2 separate regions of the Mus musculus genome follow, and region 1 is linked to region 2. The links are chromatin contacts, called in public Micro-C maps. All regions are on one chromosome and are shown on one strand. The core of a region is the stretch at or near the end of the contact, and the rest is flanking DNA. Distances in the headings are between cores, read along the strand shown. Region 1 holds the start of Mpzl2 (myelin protein zero-like 2). Region 2 overlaps Phldb1 (pleckstrin homology like domain, family B, member 1).

Region 1 (4,126 bases), core at 1,440-3,939, 330 kb before region 2:
CACCCTCTTCTGGTTTCCAAGGACACCAGGCACTTCAGTGTTACACAGACATATATGCAAGCAAACCACCCATGCACATAAAATAACGATCTTAAAACTGTTTTTAAGAGAATTTTTTTAAAAAATGTACAGCATAAAGCCCCTGACAGTGGGGAGTCCTGAGTAAACACTGGTGACTATTATGGAGAATGTGTCAGGATTAAATGAGCTAGAGTATCAAGCACTTTGGGCTGTGCCTAGCACACCAGGTACCCAATAAGCATCTTGAATAAATGAAAGGATGAACAGGCCTATTGTGAGTGTCTTTATCAGTCACTTCCTGTCCTTTCTACAACCTCAAGGCCATTCTTGTACAGATTCCTCAGATTTCTTTGTATTATTTTGTCTCTTTCCGTAACCAAACAAAGTCTTTATTTTTTCACCCCAGGACTCCTCAGTCTCTGAAGTTCCCAGCTCTGAAGACCTAAAGCCTTTCCTCCTCTCCCATCCAGCTTCACAAAGGATGGCGTGCGTGCGTGCGTGCGTGTGTGCGTGCGTGCGTGCGTGCGTGCGTGTGTGTGTGTGTGTGTGTGTGTGTGTGTGTGTGTGTGTCAGTCAGAGAGACAGACAGACAGAGAGAGACAGAGAGAGAGACAGAGCGAGAGAGAGATTTCACTTCCCAAAACCTACCAGTGTGCACAACGCTGAGCCGGATCGTCCCAACCAGACCATCAACATCAGGTGGATTCTTCACCTGGCAGGTGTATGTCCCATTGTCGTCAAACTGCAGCTTCCAGAGCAAGATGGAGACGTCATATCGCTCGGGGTTTCCGTCCCAGACCACCCGGTCTTTGAACCGTCCGCTCATGGGCCTGAAGGGGTCCATGTGGTAGTAGAATACCTACAGAGGAGAACGGATCATCTTTCCTTCTCTATCCCGGGCAGGAGGCCGAGATGGGGGCGGGGGGTGGGAAGAGAAGCATCATTAGGTCTAACCAATGATCCAGCTCCTTGGAATATTCTCTGGCTTCCCTTTTCTTAGACCTGTTACTCTCTGTCCCAAGAACTGGGTCCCCACTTAACCCCACGCATGCGCCGAACATGGGAAAGATGGGGGGCGGGGGGGAAGGATTGCCACAATGCATTCTTGTCAAGAGTCCTCTGGAAGGTGACAAGAATCTACTTACAAACTGCTCACGACCCCCATCTCGAGGTCGGAAATTCCACGTCACAGTTAGCGCATCTCCCACAGGGGCAAAGCTGGAGAAAGTGCATTTTAACCGAACATCTGTCCCGTTGACTGCCTCCAGGGCCCCGGAGGTGTAAATTTCCACAGCTTCTGTAGGACAAAGGGCTGCAATGGAGGGAAGGAAGAGGTTAACAGTGGTGTATCATTGAGAAAAAAACGCTGACACTTTCCAAGTAAGCCAACCTTCAAATTCACTTCACCAGGAGTCTACATACTCCTGCCTGCACACAGCTTTGACCCTCCCATCCCGAGGGCCAATTAGAGGTAAAACTACCTGGTGTTCTCACTTTCTTCACAGCCTTACCGCACCAATTTCAGAACTATAACCAGAAACTACAAACATCAGCAAAGGAGATGGAAAGAAGAAACAAAAATCCAAACGTTGGTCAGACGTGGCGTATTACGATCAAGCAACACAGTATGTTTTTTTGTTTTGTTTTGTTTTGTGGAAAAAAGAAGTCTCCAAGCAGGGAAGTTTTCCTACATGTAGACTTGGGGCTGCTGCTAGCCTGCAGGTCAATCCACCCCAGCAGTTGCGCTTGCCTGCACCCCTGGAAGCCTTACACCACGTGGCTTATTTACAAGTCTGGTACGTGCATTGGTTGGGACAGCTTCAAAACCACAGCGGGACTCTCGCTCTGACAATCCAGGTTTGCTCTCTGGTGCTGCAGGGAGTCGCAGACAAAATCCTCCCACGGAAATCCAAGGGCCAAATCTAGCCAGCAGCCCGAGGTTGAGAGCAGCCACACAAAGATGGTGTGTAACCTGAGATCAGAAAGCCCTCTGTGTGCCTCAATCACGGGCGGCCAAACACACCTAAACCTGTTTGCCCAAAGTACTGCCCCAAAGCAACCCACCGAACTGAAGTTTCGGCGAAGTCTGGACTAGAACGAATTGCAGTTGGGGCACGATCTCCCAACGGAGCCCTTGAGATTTCTTCAAGCCATGAGCTCTGTCTTTACAGAATGGGCGGCAATGGTAGAAAATCCTAGAAGCCCGCCAGTTCTTACCTGTGAGCTGTAAACTCAGGAGAAGTGGAAGCACAAGCGCGGGGCTCTTGCCATACATCAGGGAAAGCCAGTCGTGGCCCCAGAGGCCAAACCCGGCAGACCCAGGACTCCAGCACCCAACCAAGGCCAAGGCTAGGACGAGCAGGCGGCACAGTTTACCCACGGAGAGGTCCGAGTCCCTCACCTATGGGAAGGCGCACAGCGGAGCCAACCAGTCGTGACTCATCCCGCCCCGGCCGGTACAGCTCTGGAATGAAAGGTGGGGCCTCCGCACCCAGCGCCCTCCTCCTGATTCTCCCTCCCGCCCCTCTCCACACTCCAGCCCTCTGCGCAAAGGTCTCAGACTCTGCGGTCCTCTCTTTACTTTTCCGTTCATCTGACCGAGCCCTGGCCTCCGGATGGCCTCACAAGCAGCCAGAGGAGGTGGTGCCAGTTTGAAATGTCCCAGACTGCTCTGAACTTGGCCCACACACACCCTTTTAAAACAGACTTTAGTCTTGCCTAGGAAGTGAACATTGAAAGTTTTGCAGTGATTCCTGTCCTTGGAATCAGCCTAGGGCCTGACTCACCGCACCCATCAGTTCTGGGAATTCCTTGAGACCCTCTGGTGTGAACAGGCTCTCCTGAGACTCAGCAGAAAGAAACCAAGTCTCAATGCTGGTTCCTTTCTCAGCTCAGAGCAACTCCCCTGCTCCTTTCTCCCAGCTTAGGGCAGTTTGCAAAGGACTTTTCTGGGCATCCTTTTCTCTCCACAATCCTATGGAAAGGAATACCATTTTAACAGCGTAAAGAGTAACCTCTTAGAGCCTGGCGGTGGCGGCGCACACCTTTACTCCCAGCACTTGGGAAGCAGAGGCAGGCGAATTTCTGAGTTCTTTCTGAGTTCGAGGCCAGCCTGGTCTACAGAGTGAGTTCCAGGACAGCCAGGGCTACAGAGAGAAACCCTGTACTGGAAGGAAAAAAAAAAAAAACGCTCAGGAGGGAAGCAATTGCCCATAATCTTTGTGTGTTCTATGTTATTGTTTGAGACTGTCTCACCATGTAGCCCAGGCTGGACCTTGAAGTTGGGGAGTCACTGCCCAGCTTTGGCAATACTCAGGACTAAACTCATGACCTTGTACTTACTAAGCAAGTGTTCTGGCACGGAGCTACACCCACAGCCCCATGGGAAGCTTCCTGACTTGCGTGAGTTCCCTGCCCACAAACCAAAAGCCTGATAGGGGTGATCAGTGAACTCTCAAGGAAAAGAAAACCTTTCCTGTGCCCCAGATTTCAACTGCCATTTTGAGGACAGCCACCTATCTGAGAGGCCTGAAACGCGGAGATAAAGGGCTTCATCTGGTAAGAGGCACAACAGCAAGCTGGCAAACAGAGGCAACCAAGACCGAATGCAGTTAAAAAGTGGGTGGAGGCTACGACATAAGTATTGGCACCAAGCCAAGGAGCCTGGCCACCTGAGTCCGGTCTAAGGAACCCACGTGGTAGAAGGAGAGAATCAAACCCTGAAAACTGCCTTTTGACCTACACACACACACACACACACACACACACACACACACACACATACACACACACGCGCGCGCGCGCGCTATGGTGCACATGCACACATGCAACAGAGAGACAGAGACACGGGGTGGGGGAGGGGAGAGGGAGGGAAAGACTAGTTAAAATGTAATTTAAATTTTTAAAGAAGTAAGCTAGATGGGGGATGGGACACTGAATACAATTGAATCGCCCTTATCCCTGGATTAGCTATCTAGAAACTATTCCGTGATCCGTACCACAGTCTTCTATCTGAACCCCGGTAAAAAGGGTGCTGCTAGGAGGGAAGCAAGGGCCAGACTGGGTAGAAAAATAAAGAAACGTCAGGCTAGGGGTCTAGCAGCTC
Region 2 (3,932 bases), core at 735-3,234:
AGGATCTGCAGCCTCCCATCCCAGATGGTCCCAGCCCTGCCCCTGACCCTTTCAGATTGAGTGCCAGTCTTCAGGGGCTGCTCCATCCCACGGGGGTTGTGCCAGCCATGTCCAAGATGCCCAACGGCGTGCCAAAAGCTCTGAAGTGGAGAGGGTTCATCTATTTCTGGATTTGACAGTATTTTTCTAAGAGGTTTAATTTTTCCTTCTGGATTATTTTTGAGACTTATCTTCCTCTTGCTCTCAATTTTGAGGATCTTAAAAATTCGTTGCTGCCCCCTTTTTATAAATGGAGCTTTGGCTCTGGCCCCCAAAACCACACTCCCAGATTCTGTGCCAGATTAACCCTATGCTTGCCGACCAGGCCTGCACTAACGCCCCCTCTAATCACTGTCCTGGGCTCTTCGCATGCCCCTAACTGCCAGGCCGCCCAGGCAGGGCTGACTTAGGCCAGCTTTACTAACTCCATGGGTACCTTTGTGCCCTTGGCCTCTCCCCTCTAATGTTGCCTTCTTTTCTTGGTGTGGGTCCCCATTATCAGAAGGGAACTGGCAGAAAGGCACAGCTAAATTTTGCTTAGTGGAACACTGACAGGAGGAGTATAAGAGTGTGTGTGTGTGTGTGTGTGTGTGTGTTTTGCGGGGAGATGTGCATGACCAAGGAGATGTTCTGCCCAAACAGCGCCTCCTACTGGAAAGGTCTGGGCTTTGCCTCCATAATGTTGCCTGTTTACTGAAGGGCAGGGATTGGAGGTGCAGTGAACTGTTTGTCCCTTCTGCTTAGCCCTCCAGAGCTGAGTAATAAGGAGGTCAGATGTGGGCACAGTCTTGGAGAGCTTGAAGAGGCCCTTTCTGAGTGGCTGGCTACCCATTCTTGCTTCCCTGAATTCAGATGTTCCTTTCCCTACCTCTACCCTGGAGGCCACCTAGAACACAGGATAATTTCAAGGCAGAAGCATCTAGACTTCAGGACTGGCTTGACCAAGGCCTTCCCTCCAGGATGGGTGGGTGAACTGGGCTGGTGCAGCACAGGGGAAAGGCATTCCACAAGCAGCTTGGCTAGCCTCACTTAGCTGAGATTGCTCCTAGGACTTTGCCTTCCCTCCGGTCCAGGTGTTTGAGGCGTGATAGTGAAGTGGTGGTGGTGGTGGTGGTGGTGGTGCTGATGCTGTTGGTGGTGTTGGGAAGGTTCTCTTGACTTTCCCGCCCAGCTTCCAGCCCATGGCCCCACTCTGGCTTTGGAATCAGTAATCACAGTGTCTCCTCTGCATGTCCTTCAGAGGGGTGACTCACCAACTCCTCCCTCGTCCCCCTTTCCGCCCTCAGAGGTGTCATCTCACCCCAGACAGAGCCATCCACCTCCTCCCTGTATCCACTCCTGGGGCTCCTATTACCATGGCAACGGGCCGAACTAATTGCAACCCTCATCCCTACTGAAGTTCAGCCTGCTTTGCTGGCACCCCACCTCCACCCTGGGCAGGAGGGGAGGGAGGCCATGGGGGTTGGGCTGGGGTCCCCTTGCTGCACTGCTGTAACTCTAACAACTTTAGCTCCACGTTTACTCCCCAGTCCTATATTTAACTCTTCCCACCATCCCCATTTTTCCCAGGGTTAAATTTTGGTCTCGGAACAGTGATAGAACTCAAGGCTTGGTACTTGCCTTCTTGCATCGGCTTTAACTTTAGTTTGAAGCGGAACCGGAAGGTCCCGTCTTAGGACCTTCCAAAACATTTCTAAAGGGACCAACATTTCCACCCTGCCCCCACACCTCTGCCTTTGTTACACCGTCCCCTGCCTGAGTCCCGTCTTAAACCTCTGTTTCTTCTCCTGCTCTCTTCCGTCTCGCTGCTTGCCCCCCAACTCCCGGTGTACTCCTGTGCTCGCCCCTGCCCCCCGCGCCGGGCCGGAGTTGAGGAGTGTGTGTTCTCTCTCCCCTGTGCCCCGCCTCCCTCCCCTCCCGCCGACCAGGAGAGGGCGGAGCTGGCCGCGGGACGGAGGCACCTGGAGGCCCGCCAGGCGCTCTACGCCGAGCTCCAGACGCAGCTCGATAACTGCCCCGAGTCAGTGCGGGAACAGTTACAGGAGCAGCTGAGAAGGGTCAGTTCCACCAGCCCCCTCCCCGGCCCCCGTGGGCCACCGCCCTGACCGAAGATAGGAGAGCGGTGGGACAGGACCACCTGGCCCCTGCAGTACTTGCCGGACAACAGGGTCGGTGCAGAGGCTTGGAAGGGGACCAGCAATGTTGGGTGGGATCAGTGCTCCAGATCGCGATGTCCCGCGAAAAGGGCTCAGCCAAAAAAGTAGAGGGAGTTGGGCGGTGGGGCCGGTTCCTTCCCCAGTTTCCCCGGGTCCAGCCCCACCTAACTCCTGACTTTGTGGCCTGGCCTTCCTGGCCCAGAGTGGCTTTGAGAGCATCCCCACACCCAAACACGATGTCACTGTCGTTGAAGGAGGCAGACGCTCTAGAGACTGAGACAAAGCTCTTTGAGGACCTGGAGTTCCAGCAGCTGGAGCGTGAGAGTCGCGTGGAGGAGGAGCGGGAGCTGGCCGGCCAAGGGCTGCTGCGGAGCAAGGCTGAGTTGCTGCGCAGTGTGAGCAAGAGGAAGGTGCGCACTGCTCACTCCTGCATAGCCTGAGTGCAGGATGGAGGCTAGTAACCAGGGGTTGAGTCACATTCTGTGAACGACACAAAAGACATCTTTTTGTGTCTCCGTTACTTAATGACTGTCAGTAAGAATGAGAACTATAGGGCTGGTGTGGAATTAATGTGGAAAGGCAGAAGAGCGGATGATGATGGCTCAGCAAGGAGAGTTAGTTTTACTAAACCCTGGCTCTCCGAAGTCTCTCAAGGGAAAGTGTAATTGCTCACACTGAGAGCTCTCAGTAGTGTGTCCAGGAAAAGAGTGTGGAGGAGGAGTCTGCAGCTGAGGTGCCTTGCTACTGCCCTTGAATGTCTTCTTATGGTGTTGGAGATCTAGCCCAGAGCCTTCTGAATGCTAAGCACATATCTGCCATTCAGCTATATCTCTGTCATTCCGCTTCATCTCTGTCCATGCCCTTCTAGAGCTGTTGGAGGTTCTGGGATACACTCAGAGACCTAAGATCTGGAGGCTAGCCTTGCTAGGAAGTTATCCACCTGGGTTCCTGCTTTGGTCCCACTCGGTCTATCTGCAAAGAGAGAAGATGGAGCATTGTCCCTGATCAGCTCAGATTTGCTAAAGCTGTAGTCTCAGCCACACCAAGCATAGACAGTGACAGAGGATGGGCCATGTGTTAGCATCGAGAAGCAGGAAAGGGTTAGGGGCGTGGCTTAGGTGATGCCAGAGTCTATGGCTAACACCAAGGCCCATATAACATGCAGTTTCCTGGCTTCAGTGTATGTGGAAGATAAGGACAGCGAAGTCTGGGCCGTAGGGTTCAAATGGAAGATGGGGACTTGCTGGCCAGCCTGGGGTTCGATGGTAAAATGGAGCCACTGGGTGTCATACATTCAGATCCTTTGTTTCCTTCCCTGAGCTGTTCTGCCATTTAAAAAAAAAAATGTGCCCTTGGGGACTGTAGAGATGGCTCGGTAGTTAAGAGCACTAGGGGCTTTTCCAAAGGACCCATATTTGATTCCCGTCATCCACTGGGTGGTTCACAATCATCTCTAACCCCAGTTCCAGGGGATCCAACACCTTTCCTGACCACCTCTGGCTGTCATAGTGTGTGCATGTGTATCTGGTACACAGTGCACAGATAAACATGCACACAAATACATGTAAAATAAAGTAAGTAATTGTATTTTTTTAAATGCACTCACTGTCCTGATAGAAGATGCAGGAAGGGAAGAAAACTCCCATTTCCCAGGCTCATGGTGCAGATCCTACTAGGACCATTCCCTGAGTTTCTTGTGCTATTCTTAGGGTATTGCCTAGTTTTACAGGTGACTCA

Evidence for each region. A called contact is a pair of places that touch in the nucleus more often than the background predicts.
Region 1: a Micro-C map of embryonic stem cells shows a contact between it and region 2, with 3 times the contacts expected there. The contact joins the promoter of Mpzl2 here to the enhancer-like site in region 2. A contact is called at or near these places in 1 of 39 promoter capture datasets (embryonic stem cells), 1 of 484 Hi-C or Micro-C datasets (embryonic stem cells), 1 of 115 datasets of contacts at active chromatin or transcription factors (pancreatic cancer cells) and 1 of 9 other capture datasets (adipose tissue).

Annotation. Positions count from the first base shown.
Region 1 is chr9:45,040,907-45,045,032 of GRCm38.p6, reverse strand. Mpzl2 (myelin protein zero-like 2) reads right to left here and starts at 2,689. Exons shown (of 6, transcript NM_007962.4): 1 at 2,239-2,689; 2 at 1,167-1,333; 3 at 670-880. The coding sequence starts at 2,296.
Region 2 is chr9:44,706,558-44,710,489 of GRCm38.p6, reverse strand. Phldb1 (pleckstrin homology like domain, family B, member 1) reads left to right here. Exons shown (of 22, transcript NM_153537.4): 10 at 2,450-2,605. Among named protein-coding and RNA genes, the nearest start is that of Phldb1, 27 kb to the left of the region's middle. Within about 2 kb of position 1,984, at least 128 of the 459 cell types and tissues checked have an H3K27ac peak or open chromatin away from gene starts, as enhancers often do. A contact at or near this core is called in adipose tissue, embryonic stem cells and pancreatic cancer cells, where this site is marked.